Linked DNA regions of Zea mays: region 1 is linked to region 2. Evidence: chromatin contacts called from public Hi-C data. All regions are on one chromosome and are shown on one strand. The core of a region is the stretch at or near the end of the contact, and the rest is flanking DNA. Distances in the headings are between cores, read along the strand shown.

Region 1 (5,673 bases), core at 1,506-4,005, 220 kb before region 2:
TCAATTCTTCTCTGTATTATGCTCAGGCCAATGGACAGGCCGAGTCTAGTAACAGGACATTGAATAGCCTTATAAAGAATAAGATATCTGATCATTCTAGGCATTGGTATAAGGTTCTGTTTGTCTGAGGCTTTGTGGGCTTATAGAATATCTAAACACCGTGCTACAAAGTCTTTCCTTTTGAGCTTGTTTATGGACAGGAGATTGTCTTGCATGTGGAGATAAGCCTAAATGTTGTTAGGTTTGCTAGGCATAACGATCTAACTATCAGGGACTATCATAATTTGATGATGGACGATATTGATGAAGTAATCGACAAAAGATTGGTGGCTTTAGGAGAGATTGAGAAAAACAAGATCATAGTTGCCAAAGCTTACCACAAGAAGGTCAAGGCTAAGTCATTTCAAGTTGGAGATCTGGTATGGAAGACCATCTTGCCACTAAGAAGCAGAGACCGGAAATTCAACAAATGGTCACCAAACTGCAAAGGCCCTTACAGAATTACACAGGTGATAGTAGGCAATGCCTACATGTTGCAAACCTTGCAAGGTGAGGACCTACCCAAGGCGTTGAATGGTCATTTTTTGAAGCAATATCATCCTAGTATGTGGCAAGATGCTTAGACAAACCAATGTTGTCACATCGAGTTATTTCTAGCTTGCAACAGTGCTTTTGGTTCAATCAGCTTCCCCAAAAGGTAGGGGGCATGTTTGAGCACCGTTTGTGACGCTGGGCGCGACCGAACGGTCCGGCCCTGAGGCCCGAACAATCCGGCCTGCGAACGGTCCACCCTTAGGCGTGTTAACTACTATCTCCACGCGTGTTTATCCCTCTAAACTCGTGCAAGTTATTGGAGAACGCCTAGTAACGGGTCCAGACCTCCCTTATATATTTCAAGGGGTACGGTCGATTGAAACACCAGCAGTCGAATCAAAATCAATATATCTTATGTTCCTTTCCTTTTGCCCTAGGAGTAGAGAGTAACGTAGCCTTCTTCACCTCAACCTTCACCTCTCTTCGACTCTACATCGTCTGGAGGCGTCTTGAGTGGCCTGTCGATCACAAGACAAAACATAGGATCTCTCCTCCCTGACGAGGTCCCTCCCGGGGGTCGGATCCAGGTGTTGTTGGCTAACGCCGCCACCTCTGCGCACACGCAGGCCGTGCGGCCACCAGGCACGGACCATCCAGCTCAGCGGAGAGAAGACTCGGCTCCTGCCGCAGGTTGCGGACTGTCTGGTCCTACACAGCGGACCATCCACGCTGCTGCAGAGAGCACCGTTGCTGGTACTCCTCGTAGTGATTGGCGCCCAGATCATCTTCAAGAACGGGCAATAGTACACTCAAGCGAGGCAAGGCCGAGACAGTGCATTTTGAGTTTCCTACGCAGCCATTCTTACCCATCAGATAGAGTGCAGCGATCCCTAGCAATTTCAAACCGATGAAGGACCTCCTTAGCCATGGCAAGCTGCACCTTGATATTACCAATTTTTCTCTCACTCCACAAGACTTCATTGCCTAAGTAAGCTCTTTTCAAAGTTGTGTTGGCATTTTGGCAACATTTTTGCCAGCAGGATTCTACCAATCTGAAACTGTAGTTTATACACAAAATCTAACACACACAAACAAAATTCAAAAGTGTTTCAGAGTTAGAAAATTGGCACAACAATTGATAATGGAAAGGCTTAGGAGACACGGCAGTAATAGCGTGTTTCTGGACGACAAGATATTTGACTATTCTTATGCAAAACCAGGAGCTGGGGACTCGTCTCCGTCATGCCCCCCCCCCCCCCCCCCCCAAAGCTCCCCTCGAGCAGGAGCCTCGCTCCCGCCCCTGTGAAAAGAGAAAGCGTCACATGCACATAGAGTCTTCGATGCACATGGTACCTATATTAAATCACCACACGACCATCCATCCTATGTCCAACGTCCTCGCGCGTCTCCCTTTCATGCAAAAATCACGGTGCAGGTGGTAGAGGGTGTTTCTTTTGAAAAAAAAAATGCAGGGCAACAAAGAGGCTGTGGAAGGGTGTTGGATCCGGTCATAACTTAATATGTGCTACCCTACATGTTCCCTTCTCAAAATAGTACCAGCTACCAGCCCCTGCCCAAATGGGCGCGTTCTGCACAAGAATAGGATAGGTCTAATAACGCGACTCCGTCCGATTAGATTCCCCTTCCCTGCTGAAAGCCGAGCAAATGTGATCCGCATGATCTCGAACACCTTGCCGTCACAGAGTTGGTTGGCTCCACACGGATTTTAACACTCTCCGAAGAAATTAGCCAACCAAATAACGAAGAGAAATAAACGCGCCACATAAATGAAGAGGGTGGGAACTGGAGCGCGAGCTCTTACCATCTCGCAGGGTCGCAGTGCCGTGAGAAGATCCTCCTCCTCGCCGTTGTCGTCGCCGATGTCAAGATCCGCGCTCCGGAGGCCGCAACAAGGCCAGAAGGGATGCAGCGCGCGCTGCGGAAACCATGCGCCCTTCTCCCCCGTGGCTTCAGCCTCCGGATTGAAATTGAGCGGCGCAACAGCCGCTTCGAGCGAGCGGGCCTCGGCTTCCAGAGAAGGAACGTGCAGAAACGGAAGGCGAGGCCGTAGCGTCGTCTGTGGGCTTTGGGCTTCGTTGGCCCTCGGGTCCGCTGAGGTCGGCAGAAACTTTTTGATCCGAACTCCAAGCATCGTCCCGATCACGTGCCGAGAGGCGTTGGCCGTTGCCACAAATAAGGATTTTTTTTTTTTGCCACGGTCACAGATAGCGTATTTTCATTTAACACTTTTTCGTTGTCTTTATATATTTGCCAAGAGAAGATTTCTTTAAAAATAACTTTTTTCTATTTTCCACTGTCACATATATCATATTTTCATTTAACACTTTTTCCGTTGTCATTATATATTTGCCAAGAGAAGATTTCTTTAAAAATAACTTTTTTCTAATGTGGCGAGTGTTGACACATTTTTCGGGCGTCAATCACTCAACATGAACTAGCGGTGGTGCTTTCTGTACAGGGGCGGACGGTCCGTGGCCAGGGGTCGGACGGTCTGCGGCCTGACGCGAGGCTAGGGTTTCCTGCCTGAAGGTCGGACGGCCCGCGTCCTGGGGCCGGACGATCCGCGCGTGCGCAGGGGCGGCGGAAGTCGTCGACGGTACCTGGATCTCGCTCCCGGGAGGGACCCCGTCGGGGAGGAGAGATCACAGGAGATGTCTAGGCTCGGCAGGCCGACCTAGACTGCTCTAATCGACGTAGAGTCGAAGAGAAGCGAAGAATTTGGGAATTGGAAGACTAATCTAAAACTAGACTAGAACTACTCTTAAGAATAAATATAAATTGTATTGTTGAGGGTTGATTGATTGATTAAATCGGTCGTATTCCTCTGCTTTTATAGAGGAGGGGGGCTGGACCCGTTACCAACAAAATTCCGAGCTAATCCCGAGATTCTCGCCAACAAACATAGCAAGAAACTCGGAACCCTAATCTGTTCTGCGCTTGCGCGGACTGTCCGGTGCTCTTTTTAGTGCTCAACATATGCCCCCTGCCTTTTGGTGGAGTTGAGCAAACCAAAAGCAACTAACTCGATGTGATTACATCAGTTCTCTTAGGCAACTTGCCACATACTAGGATGGTACTGTTTGAGGAAACGCCCATTCAAAGCCTTGGGTAAATCCTTGCCTTGTAATGTTTGTAGTAAATATGCGTTACCAGACATTACTTGTTTTACTTTATAAGGACCCTCCTAGCTTGGCGACCATTTTCCAAACTTTCGATCTTTATTCCTTAGAGGCAGGATGGTCTTCCACACCAGGTCCCCTACTTGAAATGACTTTGCTTTGATCTTCTTGTTGTAGGCCCTGGCTACCATGATCTTGTCCTTTTTTATTGCTCCCAAAGCTATCACCCTCTTATCGGTCACCTCATCAATATTATCCATCATTGAATTATAATAATTGTCGGGGACCATAATTAGGGGTACCCTCAAGGCTCCTAATTCTCAGCTGGTAACCCCCATCAGCATAAAGCTGCAAAGGCCTGATGGGTGCGATTAAGTCAGGGATCAGTCCATTCGAGCGACTCGATCACGCCTCGCCCGAGCCTAGCCTCGGACAAGGGCAGCCGACCCCGGAGGATTTCCGTCTCGCCCGAGGCCCCCCTCCAGCGGCGAACATATTTCCGGCTCGCCCGAGGCCCTGCCTTCGCTAAGAAGCAACCCTGACTAAATCGCCGCACCGACCGACCAAATCGCAGGAGCATTTAATGCAAAGGTGGTCTGACACCTTTATCCTGACGCGCGCCCCCCCGGCTGGCAGAGCCGAAGTGACCGTCGTCACTTCGCCGACCCACTGACCGGCCTGACAGAAGGACAGCGCCGCCTGCGCCACTCCGACTGCGGTGCCACTTGACAGAGTGAGACTGACAGGCAGTCAGGCCCTGCCGAAGGCACCATAGGAAGCTCCGTTTCGCCCGACCCAGGGCTCGGACTCGGGCTAAGTCCCGGAAGACGGCGAACTCCGCTCCGCCCGACCCAGGGCTCAGACTCGGGCTAAGTCCCGGAAGACGGCGAACTCCGCTCCGCCCGACCCAGGGCTCGGACTCGGGCTAAGTCCCGGAAGACGGCGAACTCCGCTCCGCCCGACCCAGGGCTCGGACTCGGGCTCAGCCCCGGAAGATGGCGAACTCCGCTCCGCCCGACCCAGGGCTCGGACTCGGGCTAAGTCCCAGAAGACGGCGAACTCCGCTCTGCCCGACTCAGGGCTCGGACTTGGGCTCAGCCCTAGGAGACGACGAACTCCGCCTCGCCCGACCCAGGGGCTCGGACTCGACCTCGACCACGGAAGACAGACTCGACCTCGGCTTCGGAGGAGCTTCCACATCGCCCAACCTAGGGCGCAGACCAGCCACGTCAACAGGAGGCGCCATCATCACCCTACCCCGAGCTGACTCGGGCCGCAGGGAACAAGACCGGCGTCCCATCTGGCTAGCTCCGCCAGATAGGCAATGATGGCGCCCCGCGTACTCTGTGACGACGGCGGCTCTCAGCCCCCTTACGGAAGCAAGAGGACGTCAGCAAGGACTCAACCGCTCCTACAGCTATCCCTCCGCCAGGCTCCATCGCTCCTCCGATGGCCACGACATCACACCAGCTGGGTGCCAAAATCCCTCCGGCTGCCACAACGGCATGTACTTAGGGCGCTAGCTCTCCTCCGCTAGACACGTAGCACTCTGCTACACCCCCCATTGTACACCTGGATCCTCACCTTACGCCTATAAAAGGAAGGACCAGGGCCCTCTTAGAGAGGGTTGGCCGCGCGGGGACGAGGACGGGACAGGCGCTCGCTTGAAGCCGCTCGCTCCCTCTCCCGCGTGGACGCTTGTGACCCCCTACTGCAAGCGCACCCGACCTGGGCGCGGGACGAACACGAAGGCCGCGAGATTCCCACCTCTCTCACGCCGGTCTCCGGCCGCCTCGCTCTCCCCCCTTCGCGCTCGCCCTCGCGCTCGACCCATCTGGGCTGGGGCACGCGGCGACATTCACTCGTCGGCCCAGGGACCCCCCGGTCTCGAAACGCCGACAGTTGGCGCGCCAGGTAGGGGCCTGCTGCGTGTTGACGAACAGCTTCCCGTCAAGCTCCAGATGGGCAGTCTCCAGCAACCTCTCCAACCCAGGACGGT
Region 2 (5,436 bases), core at 1,080-3,579:
CGGCTATATCAACGGCTATATTGCATTTAATGCGTCGTCAGATGTCAGATAAAGTCAGTCGCGGACGGTCCGGTCGTGCACCCCGGACGGTCCGCGCGGACGCTATAATTCATTTTTCCGAACCCGTCACCTTCGGGTTTTCGGTTCCTCACCTACCGGACGGTCCGCGCCTGAGGCCGGACGGTCCGCGCGAGGTCTCGGACGGTCCTTGCTTTTCCTTCGGACGGTCCGTAGTGCAGACTTGGATTTTTGCATTGGTTCTGTCCGAGGGTCATCCTGGTGTTGCGAACGGTCCGCCGCAGGGGCCCGGACGGTCCGCGCTTGGCCTGTTTTTCCAAAAAGCTCCTCCTGTCCGGAATAATCTACGGTATTCCGGACAGTCGATTTAGTATAGTTGTAGATGAACCTTTGGCACCTGTAGAATGTATAATCTAGAGCAAACTAGTTAGTCCAATTATTTGTGTTGGGCAATTCAACCACCAAAATCAATTAGGAAATAGGTGTAAGCCTAATTCCCTTTCATGGGGCATCCAGGCATGTGGTCGGTGACCAGTGGGATAACATGGTGGTCTGGAGGAGATTGGGAGGTGGGAGCTGGGCTCGTAGGGGGTGGGAGATTGGGTGTGGACATTACCTGAGAGCTGTAGCCGCCGAGTAGGTGATCAGGGGAGGGGATTTTGTGCTAGGTTAGATGAACGATGGAGCATGGGCCGTTGGGGCGTTTTTTAGTAAGCTAAAAATAGTTTCATTAGTTTTGGGTATCCACCGAATACCCGCGGGTAGGAGATAAAACCCGTACCCGACCGATTTTATCGTGGGTTGGGTACGGGCGAGCCCCGCGGGTCAAATTTCATGCCCGAATTTGAACCCGTCGGATCGAATATCCGTCGAATATCCGAACCCGCGGGTAAAATTGCCATCCCTAGATGTTCATAAAACATCTGACTTATATGACAAATCTAAGTCTCTGTTTGGATGTCGATATTGGAGGGCAAGGAATTGAATTGGATTCAATACCAAACCAACTATGGTATTGAAATGAGATGTAATTCCAATTCTATTATTTGGATGTCACTGAATTGGAGTTTAGAATTATGCGGTCTAATTTCACGCAATACCGAGGGGTGATGCTCTGTATTGAAACACTGAGTTTCTAGTTATAGTCCAATTCCAGAGATTTGGGTCTCTGATTCTAAACCTTAATTCTACGTGTAACCAAACAACAAAATTTTGGAAAACTGATTTCAGTTCTCAATATGTGTTCCAATATCTATATCCAAACGAGTATAATATTTTGACATATATATATATGTATAGAATTTGAAGCTATTTTTAGTCATGTTATTAATAATATTATGAAGTACAATATTTTTTTATATTTTTTGTGTGCGTTATTTTCTCCCTAAAAAAGTTGAAAAACATCTGAATCCGTGTTTGTATCCATATTTAAATTTTATATTAATTATTTAAAAATATGTAGAATGAATTTAAGGTTTAATTTTTATGAATATTAATAGGTTTAATGTTAAAAACAAGAAAATAAATTTATATAGTACATTCTATATGTTAATCGTTCACAATAGAAAAGAAGATAAAAATTAAATCTGAATAAATATTCGGATCTTCCGCGAAGATGGCTACTCTATTACTGCTACAGTCTCCATCACACGGTGTAAAATAGAGGACATATAATTGTATATGATACTGTTTACAAGATAAAACTTGAAATAAAAGATGAGAAATGAGATGTGATAGATAGACTGACTATTTGGTCCCACTTTCTGTGATGCGTAACGCGCACGGTCCACCGCCAAGAGGCGAGTTGCCGGTGGCCGGTGGGCGGGCCCCGCAACCACCGCGACAGGTCAGGCCGCGCCGGCGCCGCTCTCTTTCCCCGGAACCACGCGGCAGTCCTTTCCACGCGTCGCAAGTTACCCTTCCAGCCCTCCATGTCCTGGTCCCGTGCACCCGGTTCACAGATACGGGCTGGCCTGCCCCATCGTCCAAACCACCTCATGATCCGCGCTCCCAGTGACGCTGTGACCGACTCATGCACCTGATCCACTCAGGGACCTTGGTGCCCCCGAGCCCCCACGCGGAGGACCTGCCCGGTGCCCGTTTCGCCGCCGCGTGCTCGTCCCCTCCATGAACCTTCCGCATGAACCGGTAATCTCCAGCCACCGTAAGTTCCGCCTCGCGATTTCTGTGACGCGGGCCTGGTCCATGCGACACGTCCACGCGGAAGTGAGCCGCGCAGCCCCCGACAGGCCGACACTGTGCTGCACTACTCCCACCGTGACCGCTGCAGGCGCACCTACCAAACCAACACGGCAACACCCATTCCGGCAGCGGCAGGCATCTCCTCTCCCGCCCCGCCCCGAGCAACGCCCGCTAGGCTCAGGCTGCTGCTACCCGCAGTCCCCATCCACCCTACCCGCAGTCCCCACCGCAACCGCCGCCTCGGCCCGGGCTGTGTTGACCCCCGTTGACCTCCGCCAGCCCGGCCGTCATGGACCTGCGCTTCCCGCCGCCGGCGCCGTCGTCCTGCTTCGGCGGGGGCGGTGTGCTCCCGGCACGGGGGCACCACCGGCGGGCGCAATCGGAGACGTTCATCCGGCTGCCCGACGCGGACCTCCTGCTGGACCCGGATGCCGACTTCGGCTTCTCCGACATCGACTTCCCCTCGCTGTCCGACGACTCGCCCGCGGCGTCCGACCCGACGCCGCAGCCGCAGGCCCCGCCACCCCAGCAGCCGCTTCCGCAGGCGGCTTCGCCGGCGTCTGCGGCGCCGCCGAGGCCGCCGAGCGGAGCGCACATGCGGAGCCTCTCCCTCGACGCCGCCTTCTTCGACGGCCTCTCGCTACAGGGAGGCGGGGGCGTGGCGGGGCACAAGAGGAGCGGCTCTATGGACGGGGCCACCTCGCCGTTCGAGGGCGAGTCCGCGCCGACGTCCGTGCTGCCGGACTACGCCAAGAAGGCCGTGCCCGACGACAGGCTCGCCGAGCTCGCGCTCCTCGACCCCAAGCGCGCCAAGAGGTAAGCAAGCGCCATCCGCGGTCGCGAGCTGTCTTCCCTCAAAATTGCTTCTTCCCCCGCAGCTTGAGATGCTCGATGGAGCTGGGACGTGGTAGTACCTTGTCCTCTATCTGGTCAAGTCCTGGTTTCAAGATCCGTATCCTTGTCGCGCGTTGAATTTCTTCTGGTCCAAGTGAGGTGTAACTATCTGGTTTCGCGGTGGTCCTCGACTCCTCGTTCTGCAGGATCCTGGCGAACCGGCAGTCTGCGGCGAGGTCCAAGGAGAGGAAGATCAAGTACACCAGTGAGCTGGAGAGGAAGGTGCAGACGCTGCAGACAGAGGCCACCACACTTTCGGCACAGCTCACGCTTCTTCAGGTAACGAATATTGCTTGGTTGCTTTGACCAGGCACTATCATAACTTATTGTTCCCCCTCCAAAGTCCCGCTTATCCTCGGAGACAAAAAAAAATGATCATATTGTGGTTGGGTGTGCGAACATACCATTGCTTCAGCCGGCCCTAATTATTTGACTGTGGCTTGTCTTGTGCTACAACTACCAGTCTACCACAATGGGAGATCAGCTATTATTTTATCCCTCCACCGAAATTCTTTGCTCTCTTGCTGTGCTGGACAAAGGGGAAAACGAACTTAGCTGACTTTATCACCACTTCCACTCGCATCCTCTTGATTGGCTGGACTAATTGTTTGTTGTTCTGGCTTATCGATTTTGCTCAAGTATACTTTTTATATCTTCTTCTTACTAGAGTTTTTGCTAATTCATGAGGATTTGTTTCAATTTAACTACCTTCGATCCTTGGATGGATATGAATTCTCTCCTTGATCGTTCTTGGATGAATTCCTCCTACTCCCTTCGTGCCAAAATAGTTGATGTTTAAGGTTTGGACACGGGAATTTAGAACAAGTAAAAAAGATGTGGTGCACATAAAACAAGGAGGAGAAAAATAAAGATAGAGATGCATTTGTAAATTGAAAAGGTATATTGGGAGAAGAGAAAGATAACTAGTTTGGGACAAAGATTGAATGAGGTCAACTATTTTGGGACGGAGGGAGTATATGTCACATGAATATTGAACATTGCACCTTTATTTTAGACATTTTGTAACGAATAAGGTCACAACCAACTTAGGCGTTCTATTATGGATATTTGAACTTGAGATTTGGAACATTTTGTAACGAATAAGGTCACAACCAACTTGCTGCATTGGAAACTGTTTTAATATACTTCGTGAATGCATGCTATTTCTTACCCACCAAGTTCTTTCCAAGTTTTGAGTTGCCATTAGTGACTTTTGGTATGAGTATGACCGATTGTGTCAGTGTCATTTGGTTGAGTTTTAGCATTCCTTGCTAGTTTTCATTGTTTCTGTACAGTGTACACAAAAACTTGATTTTTTTCATGAGAAGTTAAAATATTTGTACTCTTACATTTGTCTGCCTTACCTTTCTAGTGTAGGTGAATAAGTTACCCTCCAGATTTCTTGCACATAACGCATTAGTTTGTTTAAGAATCCACTCATCAGTTTACATGACTGAAGTTGATACACCATCTTATGATAATGTTACTAGAGAAATGTCCAGACATATTAGTTTACTATAATAGTAAGTAATGCATGGGCATATAGTACCGTCATATAAACCCTAGGACATTGTGGATGCTGTTTTCCTTTTCATTTTGTATGGTCCTCATGGATGTAAAATAGATAACATGTCTATGCTGTATAATTATTGTAATGTTGTTCTTCTCAGTTCAGTTGTGCTTGCAAATTTATGTTACATGGGCTGGGGTGAATATTCGAGACCAAAAGGTCATTATGTTCAGGAGGTGCTTAGAACACTTTTTTTTGCTGCACGCTCTGAAGCAGAATAAGCTGATCCATGGAAGACTTGCATCTTGAACCTCTGGTCTTATATGGATTGTGAATGACATGCCAGTCGATGTGTGAACTAAAAGTTGTCATGTTATTTGCAACCAGGCAACAATAATTTTATGTCCGTGGTCTTTTCTTCATGCCAACACAGCTCAAACGTTACAATAATTTTGAAGTTTTCTATTTAACAATCTTGCCTGCAAGTATTGTTTTAGTTGATGTGACTACTGAAGGATTTATTACACCTAAAAGTAGGGTCATAGTGGTGATGCCTCTGGACTTGATAGGCTGGTCATGACACAAATAGATGTTCTGATTGAAAGCTCAATTGATTGGAGATGAGGAATCAGATGGGGTGGTGTTAGGCCGAAGTTTTGAATTTGGTGGTAGGAGTCAGTTATCCTTTATATATCTCTCTCAAAACTTGGCCAGTCATTTAAGCAACAGAAGAACAAAGTAAAAAAAACATATTCTGAAGTGTTAGACTGGATTCAGAATTTGTTGGCGAGTAAGATTTGTCTTACTTTTTA

Evidence for each region. A called contact is a pair of places that touch in the nucleus more often than the background predicts.
Region 1: a Hi-C map of ear shows a contact between it and region 2, with 1.5 times the contacts expected there. The contact joins the promoter of LOC103647038 here to the promoter of LOC100285024 in region 2. A contact is called at or near these places in 2 of 25 Hi-C or Micro-C datasets (ear and tassel).

The regions. Positions count from the first base shown.
Region 1 is chr2:144,685,115-144,690,787 of Zm-B73-REFERENCE-NAM-5.0, reverse strand. It overlaps LOC103647038 (RING/FYVE/PHD zinc finger superfamily protein), which reads right to left and starts at 2,755. Exons shown (of 7, transcript XM_023301652.2): 1 at 2,357-2,755. The coding sequence starts at 2,686.
Region 2 is chr2:144,464,826-144,470,261 of Zm-B73-REFERENCE-NAM-5.0, reverse strand. LOC100285024 (transcription factor RF2b) reads left to right here and starts at 2,329. Exons shown (of 4, transcript NM_001157919.2): 1 at 2,329-3,036; 2 at 3,261-3,393. The coding sequence starts at 2,510.